Linked DNA regions of Sus scrofa: region 1 is linked to region 2. Evidence: chromatin contacts called from public HiChIP or PLAC-seq data. All regions are on one chromosome and are shown on one strand. The core of a region is the stretch at or near the end of the contact, and the rest is flanking DNA. Distances in the headings are between cores, read along the strand shown.

What was found. HiChIP or PLAC-seq counts read pairs in DNA pulled down with a chosen protein or histone mark.
Region 1: an H3K27ac HiChIP or PLAC-seq map of skeletal muscle shows a contact between it and region 2. The contact joins the enhancer-like site here to the promoter of CBX3 in region 2. A contact is called at or near these places in 1 of 5 promoter capture datasets (liver), 4 of 47 Hi-C or Micro-C datasets (embryonic fibroblasts, fetal heart ventricle, fetal skeletal muscle and 1 more) and 1 of 2 datasets of contacts at active chromatin or transcription factors (skeletal muscle).

The regions. Positions count from the first base shown.
Region 1 is chr18:46,292,847-46,297,084 of Sscrofa11.1, forward strand. It overlaps LOC110257554 (a long non-coding RNA gene), which reads right to left. Exons shown (of 4, transcript XR_002340331.1): 4 at 28-906. Among named protein-coding and RNA genes, the nearest start is that of NFE2L3, 45 kb to the left of the region's middle. Within about 2 kb of position 2,240, at least 2 of the 83 cell types and tissues checked have an H3K27ac peak or open chromatin away from gene starts, as enhancers often do. A contact at or near this core is called in skeletal muscle, where this site is marked.
Region 2 is chr18:46,202,271-46,206,479 of Sscrofa11.1, forward strand. CBX3 (chromobox protein homolog 3) reads right to left here and starts at 2,844. Exons shown (of 5, transcript XM_021078986.1): 1 at 2,328-2,844. It overlaps HNRNPA2B1 (heterogeneous nuclear ribonucleoproteins A2/B1), which reads left to right and starts at 2,894. Exons shown (of 13, transcript XR_002340389.1): 1 at 2,894-3,351.

The DNA.
Region 1 (4,238 bases), core at 990-3,489, 90 kb after region 2:
TGCATATTTTTTGGGGGGGGGGGGAGGCATCCCAGGATGGGAGTAATAGAACCTCTTAATGAACTGAGCTTTGGGAATATCCGAAATGACAAATTGCTTCCATCATGAGATTAAATTCTTTTTCAGTATCTCTTCTAGTACAGGGACTTTCAGAAGAAGGTGTTCCATCTGCCCAAGCTGGGCTTATTTAATTATTAACAATAGGTGGTGCCTTCAGAAACTTTTGCTTCCAGTACGCAGAATTTAAACTTTTATCCTTGGGATAAATCTACTTTCCTTAAGCTGCTTCTGTCAGTTGTAGCACAGTCTGCCACTAAGTAGGATGGATGGTAACGACTCAAGCGGAGGGGAGCATCTTCTTTAGTATAAGAATGTATAAGATTGACTAGAAATGGTACATGAGACTTGAATGCTGATTTTTTAAAGGAGATAGACACTAACTCGTATTTTTTATTTAAAAATTAAGGAGAAAGGAAGTTCTTTACTTTTAGACAAAAGTGTGTTGGGATCTCTGGGGACAAGTTAAGAAAGGGTTTTCTTTAATTGGATCAGAAATTTAGCGGCTGAGAACAGAGGGAGTGCCATTCATTTAGGAAAAACAGAGACATCTGCTGGTGGATTGGCAGATTTACTTTCCCAGATGCTCCAAAGGCCCCTGAAGGGGTGATATTTGCAAGATGGGGACAAATCTGTCACAGTTTATGTTGTCTGTTTTTAAAGAGCTATTGTATAATCACGGAGTAAGAATGTTCAATAAAAGGGAAGAAAACTTACACATACAGTTTACCGCGCTATGTCGCTTTGTTAAAACTCTCTCTTGACCATTCTCAGATTAGAGCGCCAGAAGTCTTTCAGAAAAGGTGTGTTTTTGTTTTTTCTGTTTTCGGACGCCTTTTAATCTGCAGCCTGCAATGAAAGGCCCCGAAGGGAGCAGTGTTAGGAGATGCGACCCTGACTTCTGGTCCGGCCAGCAGACATCCTGATGTGCGCGGCTTTGGGCGTGGGTGGTGTCTGGCTGGCATCTGAAATCTCAGTGTGTTGCGTTCCACAGGGACCAAGCAGTACTCACTTCTAGGACTGTCATGGGGATGAAATGAGGTCTTGGGATGCAAAGATGGTCAGGAAAGGCCCCCAGGGCTCTCCTAGGCACAGCTGCCATCTTTAAGCTGGCCTCCAAGCTCAGAGATAAACTGCTCTCCATCTACCCCCTTTTTTTTTTCTGCTGTTCTAAAGTATAGTTGACTTACAATGTCGGGCCAATTTCTGCTGTAGAACAAAGTTACTCAGTCATACACACATATTCGTTTTTTGTATTATTTTCCATCATGGTCCCAAAAGAATGGATATGGTTCCCTATGCTATATAGCAGGACTTCATTGCTTACCCATTCCAAATGTAACAGTTTGCATCTACTAACCCCAGATTCCCAGTCCCTCCCACTCCCTTCTTCCTCCCCCTTGGCAACCACACGTCTGTTCTCTATGTCTGTGAGTCTGATTCTGTTTTATACATAGGTTCACTTATGTCACTATTTTTTTAAATTTTTAACTTTTTAAAATGGCTGTACCAGCAACATAGGGAAGTTCCCGGGCCGGGGTTTGAATCTGACCTACACCACAGCTGCAGCCGTGCTGGATCCTTTAACCCACTGTGCTGGGCTGGGGATCGACCCCTCACCTCCTCAGCGACCTACTGTCGTCTGATTCTTAACCCACTGCACCACAGCGGGAACTCCTGTGAATATTCTAGATTCCACATGTAAGTGACACTGTATGGTGTTTGTCTTTCTCTTTCTGTCTTACGTCACTGCTACTCTTAACTCCCGGCACAAACACAGTGTAAGCTCAGAGCCAACTAACTGTAAACAGAATCCGTCACCTCCAACTACCTCTGCTCTCACATGGCTCTGGACCCATTCAGAGCAGTCATTCCTGATAAGAAGCTGAGACATCTCTTTGCTGCCAGAGCCTGTCCATGTCACTAAGAGTATAACAAGCTCAGGAATCAGGACCCTGGCTTTTTCCTCTTTAGAATGGGGACAGTGGCCTCCCCTGCCAGGACTGCTGCGACCTGCAACAAGATGAGCTCTCAGGTTCTTAGCCCTGGGCCTCGCCAACAAGAGGACTCAGCATGGTTTTTTTTTTTAATAACACGGTCTCACCCATACATCTCCTTTTCTCCATTTCTACTGCCTCCAGGCCTGGATTAATTCAGCCGGGCATACGGATCTCCAGGCATTCAAGCTGCTGCCCCGTTTGGATCTTCTTACAGGGTGTGGCCATGCTAATGTCCTGTATGCTTAGTTCTAGCTGGGCTGTTTCCTACTCAAGAAAATTGACTCAGAGTTCTCCTGCGGCCCAGCGGATTAAGGATCCAGCATTGTCACTGCAGTGGTTTGGGTTGCTACTGTGGCACCGGTTCAAGCCCTGGCCTGGAAACTTCTGCAGGCCTCAGGTGTGACCAAAAAAGAAAGAAAGAAAATAGTCTGGCTTCTTAAATAATCAGCCAGATGTTCTTGCCTGGATGTAAGTCCTTTATGACCTGACTCCACCTGCTATTCTCCACTTGCTTCTCACTAACCCCTGACACACAGACTCCATCTCAAGCAGGAAGCCCCACTGAGCATCCCCTCTTTTTTTTTTTTTGCTTTTCTGGGGCCGCCCCCACAGCATATGGAGGTTCCCAAGCTAGGGGTCTAATCGGAGCTACAGCTGCCGGCCTACGCCAGAGCCACAGCAACGCCTGATCCTTAACCCACTGAGCAAGGCCAGGGATCGAACCCGCAACCTCATGGTTCCTAGTTGGATTCGTTAGCCACTGAGCCACGATGGGAACTCTGAGCATCCCCTCTTTATTCCTGTCCCTATGCCTTCATTTACGCCATTTCCCTTATCCCTAATGCCTCCCTCTCTCACCTCTCACTCTTTTAAGATGCAGCTCAAATCTCACCTCTACCACAAGCGTTCCTCCAGTGCTGCAGCCTATAATGATTTTTCCAAAGGGCTAACTCCTGTTGCCCTAACAATCCCAAATTCCTATTGCACTAAGAAATCCTATCTAGTAGCCGTAAGTCAGAATGTACTTGTTCTCAAAATTTTACAACGAGTTCTGTGAAACAAGGGCCTGTGTTCATTCACCTCTCTGGGCCTCTTTTTCCTCTTCTGCAAAATGATAGTTCTGTCTCACAGGATTGTTGTCATAATTAACTTCGTATGTAAAACAAAGGCCCAGGACCTAGAAAGGGTTCAGAAAGTGTTAGCTATTAGTACTGTCCTGGGCATATAAAGAAGGGATCCGCGCAGCGTGTTTGATTTTCAGCCTGTTTCACCAAGAAGCCATCAGGTGCTGGACTCGGACCCTTCAAGGCCATCTGACCCAGCGTCGTGTACTGACATCGTGTATACTGACAAGTATTTACTGCAGCCTGCCATGCTCCCGGTACAAACTGTCCTGTCAGGGCTGGTATTAGCTTTATCTTTACTTATGCGGCCGGCTAGCCATTCACACCGAGGATGAACCGTGTAAGTCCAACGTATGCATCAAAGAGGATCTGAGTTCAAGTTCAAGTCGTGGCTCCATCCACGTGGTCCAGCACAAAAAATTTACCACATCTGACCTTTAGTTCCTCTACTCTAAAATTAACTCTAGGAGTTCCCGTCATGGCGCAGTGGTTAACGAATCCGACTAGGAACCATGAGGTTGTGGGTTCGATCCCTGGCCTTGCTCAGTGGGTTAACGATCTGGCATTGCCATAAGCTGTGGTGTAGGCTGCAGACGTAGCTCGGATCCCTCGTTGCTGTGGCTCTGGCATAGGCCGGCAGCTACAGTTCCAAATTACACCCCTGGCCTGGGAACCTCCATATGCTGCGGGAGCGGCCCTGGAAAAGGCAAAAAAAAAAAAAAAAAAAAAAAAAAATTAATTCTAAAGTCTATTTCTCTATTTTACTAGCTGTCAAAAGAACCAGCTATGGTTTAAGCCACATATTAGTCAAGCCAACAGTGGCCCTCTCTCTGCTCTTGCTCATGTCAGCCCTCGATATGTGATCTCCTTGTCCTGACCTGACACTCCGCTTGTTCTGTGACTGCCAGTTACTCCACCTGCTACTATTTAAGAAAGGGCCTCCCAGGAACTCCCTGACCTCATTCATATCACTATCTTATTATCTTTTTTTTTTTTTTTGTAGATGAATAGAGGAAATCTGATCATGCTCCAGAAATGTTATGGGAGATGAAGGGAT
Region 2 (4,209 bases), core at 1,594-4,093:
TTTGAATTTTGTGCCTTTTATGTGACTATTTCATTAGTTGTGTTAAAACTTATATAACTTGACAAGGCTGAATACAGCTATGTTTATACACATTTGTAGAACTTTTAATGAAATCTAAGAAAATGTTTAAGATGCTTCTGGAGAGAAAAAAGGTAACTGCTCAAAAGATCCAGAAGATCTAGGCTTCTCTCTTGCCTGGGTATATAATTTTTTTCGTGTCGTGTATTTAGAAGAAAAAAAGACCACATACTTACGCAATGATTTAAATTTAAAACCGTTCTGTATTTTGGAATAAGTCTGAAATATGACAGTGACCAAAGTTAATTTGAAAAATTTAAAGCTTTTGTCTCAATCTAAGTGTATAAGTTACCCCTTCTTTAACCTGGGCAATACTGAAAATACTTGCTTTCTCTACAATTCAGTATAAAGTGATTTAGGGAATAATGTCCCAATCAACAAGATCTTAGGCTTTGTCTGTCTACACATTTATCATTCTTCCCTGTCATATAGATTTGCGTATCTTCAAGATAAAAACATTTGGTCTGCCGCCATCCCAAGATTAGGTTTCTTTAAATGACTTAAGACACTATTAGGCCAAGTCAATAAGTATTTTAATGTAATAATTTTGTTTTTGCCCCAACTCTCCTCAGTATAACGGGGGGGGGGGGGGGGGGCGGGGGGGCGGGGGGCGGGACTGGGACTATACTATGGCTGTAACTTTCTCAACCACATAGATGCAAAGTTATAATTTTAAGGGGAAAAAGCCTGAGTTAGATCCTTACACATTTTAGGTTTTCATTAACTTACCAATGTAGTTTTATTGGAGGCCATTTTTTATTGCAGACTTGAAGAGCTATTACTAAAAAAATGCATAACAGTTAAAGAAGTTTGCAAAGACACAAAAAAAGGTAGCTAAACACAAGTTTTGTTTGGATTCCAACCCCCACCTAGTAGCTCATATTATCAGACATATATAATATGGATATTATACCAATCCATAAACAATCAGATTTAAGCTTCTGTAAATTAGTAATACACGCCTCAGAGTATATATATTAGTGTTGTAACCAAGTACCCAGAGAACCTTACTAGGGTCATTGGTACCCGAGAAAGAGTCATATAGGATTAAAAAAAGAAAAATTTTTTTTCCTAATCCAAATCCCATTTACAACCACATTCAGCAAATAGATACTGACTCAGAATCAACTGCTCAAACGATCACCATAATAAATTACTGTGAATTTTTTCTCTAGACCTCTTAACAGTCCAGAGCCGCCTAGGTAATCCCAACTTGGTTTCTTTTTAGAAACTCTCCCTTTTTCCAATCACTAGTTAAATAAACTAAGAGAAAAAAACACCCCAAAATGCTCCAATCCCATTTCGTGCCACTTCTGAAAACAAATCACCTCTTTCCGGACGTTCAGCCGCTGCCCTTAAGCCCCAGCCCCACCCGGCTTAATAAGGCCTTCGAGCCCGGCCCCCGCCCCCCACACGCGAGCGCGGGCCGCATGGTCAGCGCATCCGCGGGGAGAAACAAAGGCCGCGGCGCGGGGGCTCAAGGGCACTGCGCCACGGGGCCCGCGCCTCCCCGACCCGAAGGCGGCCTCGTAACGGAGCGCCCGCCGCTGCCTCCGGACTTCGGGCCGCACGGATGCGGGAGAATGCACAGCCCTCCCTGGAGGCCCGAGTCGCCGACCGAGTCCGGGAGAGGGAGGAGGACCCCTCATGTAGCTCCGGGATGGGGGAGGGGAGGAAGAAACGCGCTTTGTCTACAAATAAGGCAGCTGTCGCCACAGTTCTCAACCTCATAACGAGCAGTCTCGTCCCCTCGACCAACTAGAGACACCGGCCCAGCACCAGGCCCACCGCGGGGTCTCCATTCGCCTGTTTCCTTCCCGCCAGCTCCGACTCGGGGTCGGGCCGGGAAGGATGGGAAGCGGGGAACTGGGGGGAGGGTCTCTGGGGCGCAAGTGGTATCTGAAGCAAGACCACGGAGTGAAAGGTAGGGGAAAATAAAGACACCGACTTCACCGCCTCAGAGCTGCTCCGGGTCCCAGGTCTGCGGCGTCCTCGGCCCTGCGCGCCTCTAGCTCCAGCCACATCCGAGGGGGAGGGGGCTGGGGAGCTGCGCGCGGGGCCGCGCCGCTGGGGGTGGGGGGGGTGCGGGGTGGCACCGCCCACGCCAGGCGGCCGCTAGGGGCGGGGGTGAGCGCGCGCCCCGCGGGGGGGAGGGGCCGCGCGCCGCGCTTTGCCCGCCGGGAGCCCGAGCCCGAGCCCGAGCCGAAGGGTGGGTGGGGGAAGGAGGGGGTGGTGACACCGGCACTCACCGTTCGGGGCGTAGCGGCTGGTGGTCCCCAAAGGGGAGGGAAAGAGAGGGAGGAGCGGGGACTGTGACCGGAGTCTCCTCGGCGGAGGCGTTCCTGCTTTGCAGCAGCTGCACTGGCGCCAAAACAGGACTCCGCCCACTTCCTAGTCCCTGGGGTTGGGTGCCTCCAAATGCTGGTGGTGGGTGTAAAACTTGGGTGGGAGGACTCAATTAGGAACTAAGAGTTAGATTACCCTGTCCAAAGACCTCCTGAACCCGAGAGGTTGACCCCAAAAGCGTTGTCCAAGGTTAGGTAGGTGAGGCGTGAAATGTAACTTGTTGACCACAAGTCGCTTCGGGTGTTTCCGGAAGAGGCCGAGTCTGTCCTCAATTCAGGGAGGAGGAGGGAAAGCGCTGTAGAGAAGGCTACAAAGATTTTTTTTTTTAGAGACGGGGGGCGGTGGGTATTGGGATTATCAAAGCGTTGCTCTAAGGACCACCTTCCGGGTTGAGGGGCTGGACCTGAAAGCTGAGGATTAAGCTCCTCCCCACAGTGTTAATTTCAAACTGCGCGACCGTTTCTCACCTGCCCTGCGCTAAAGCTGGGCGGGGGGCGGGGACTGGACTTAATTCCGAGAGAGAAATACGCAGGGCTCGAGCCTTCCGCAATTCACAGAGCCCTTTTACGCAAGTGACGTCAAGCACCACTGTTGGCTGCGAGGAGGGAGGGGCACGTACTTGGCGCAAGGAGGTCGTAGAGCGTTCCCGCCATTGGCGGCGGTTAGGGCGTTTACGCAACGGCCTGACGTAGGGCAGGACGCGTTAGTCGGGGGGAAGGTTCTAGAAAAGCGGCGGCAGCGGCTCTAGCGGCAGTAGCAGCAGCGCCGGGTCCCGAGTGGAGGTGCTCTTAGCGGTGTTGTTTCTCGAGCAGCGGCAGTTCTCACTACAGCGCCAGGACGAGTCCGGTTCGTGTTCGTCCGCGGAGATCTCTCTCATCTCGCTCGGCTGCGGGAAATCGGGCTGAAGCGACTGAGTCCGCGATGGAGGTAACGGGTTTGAAATCAATGAGTTGTTGGAAAGGGCATGGCGAGGCCGTTGGCGCCTTATTGGAAGTCGGCCACCCGCCTCCGTGGGAGAGCGGCAGCGAAATTGGGCCACTTCAGAAGCGGTTGGTCTCGGGGTACTTTTGAAGGGGGGTCGTTAGCGGAGGCCTGATCGTTCCGCACCTTCCCCACCCTCAGGCTCCCGGCGCCATTTCCCTTTGCTGGGGGTGGGGGATGGGGAACTTCCACATGGCGGACGCAAGCCGACTTCGGTGGAAGTGGGGCGCGGAGGCGGGAATTCTTACTCCCTTTTTACAGCACGCTGGTTTGGGGACCCTGGCGTCCGCGCGTTGGAGCGTTTCGGCGGGCTGCGGGTCCTCGCGGGCGAGGCTGCGGCTTCCCCTCCCCCCCTCGCGGGAACCGGATTTGGCGGCCGCCATTTTCGTTTCTCCTCTTTCTCGCAGCGTTTTCCTTGTAACTCTCTAAATTCAGCTAGTTTGAGTCTTTTATCAAAGAGTAGAGGTGGTTCGCCGGTTTTTTCTCCTTTTCGGGCCGTTTTCATGCCGTTTCGAGGTGGATTCTGAGGGTTTGGGAGCCTGGATCTTTAAAGTCCTGCGCACCTCATTAGAGGCTCGCTGCCTTCCCCTCGATGAAATGGCGCCATTGCGTTCAGGCGCCGCACCGCAGGGCGGGGGGAGGGGCGGCGGTCGCTCGGCTTCGGAGGTAAAACGATCTAGGGTGTCGGGCCCGGGTTTGAGGCGAGCCATACGTAGTACAAAGAAAACGTTCTGTTTTTCAGCCCTTGTTCCTTTGCGTAGCGGTTTTAGCTGGGTTTGCGGCGATTAGGAAGGCGGTTACATG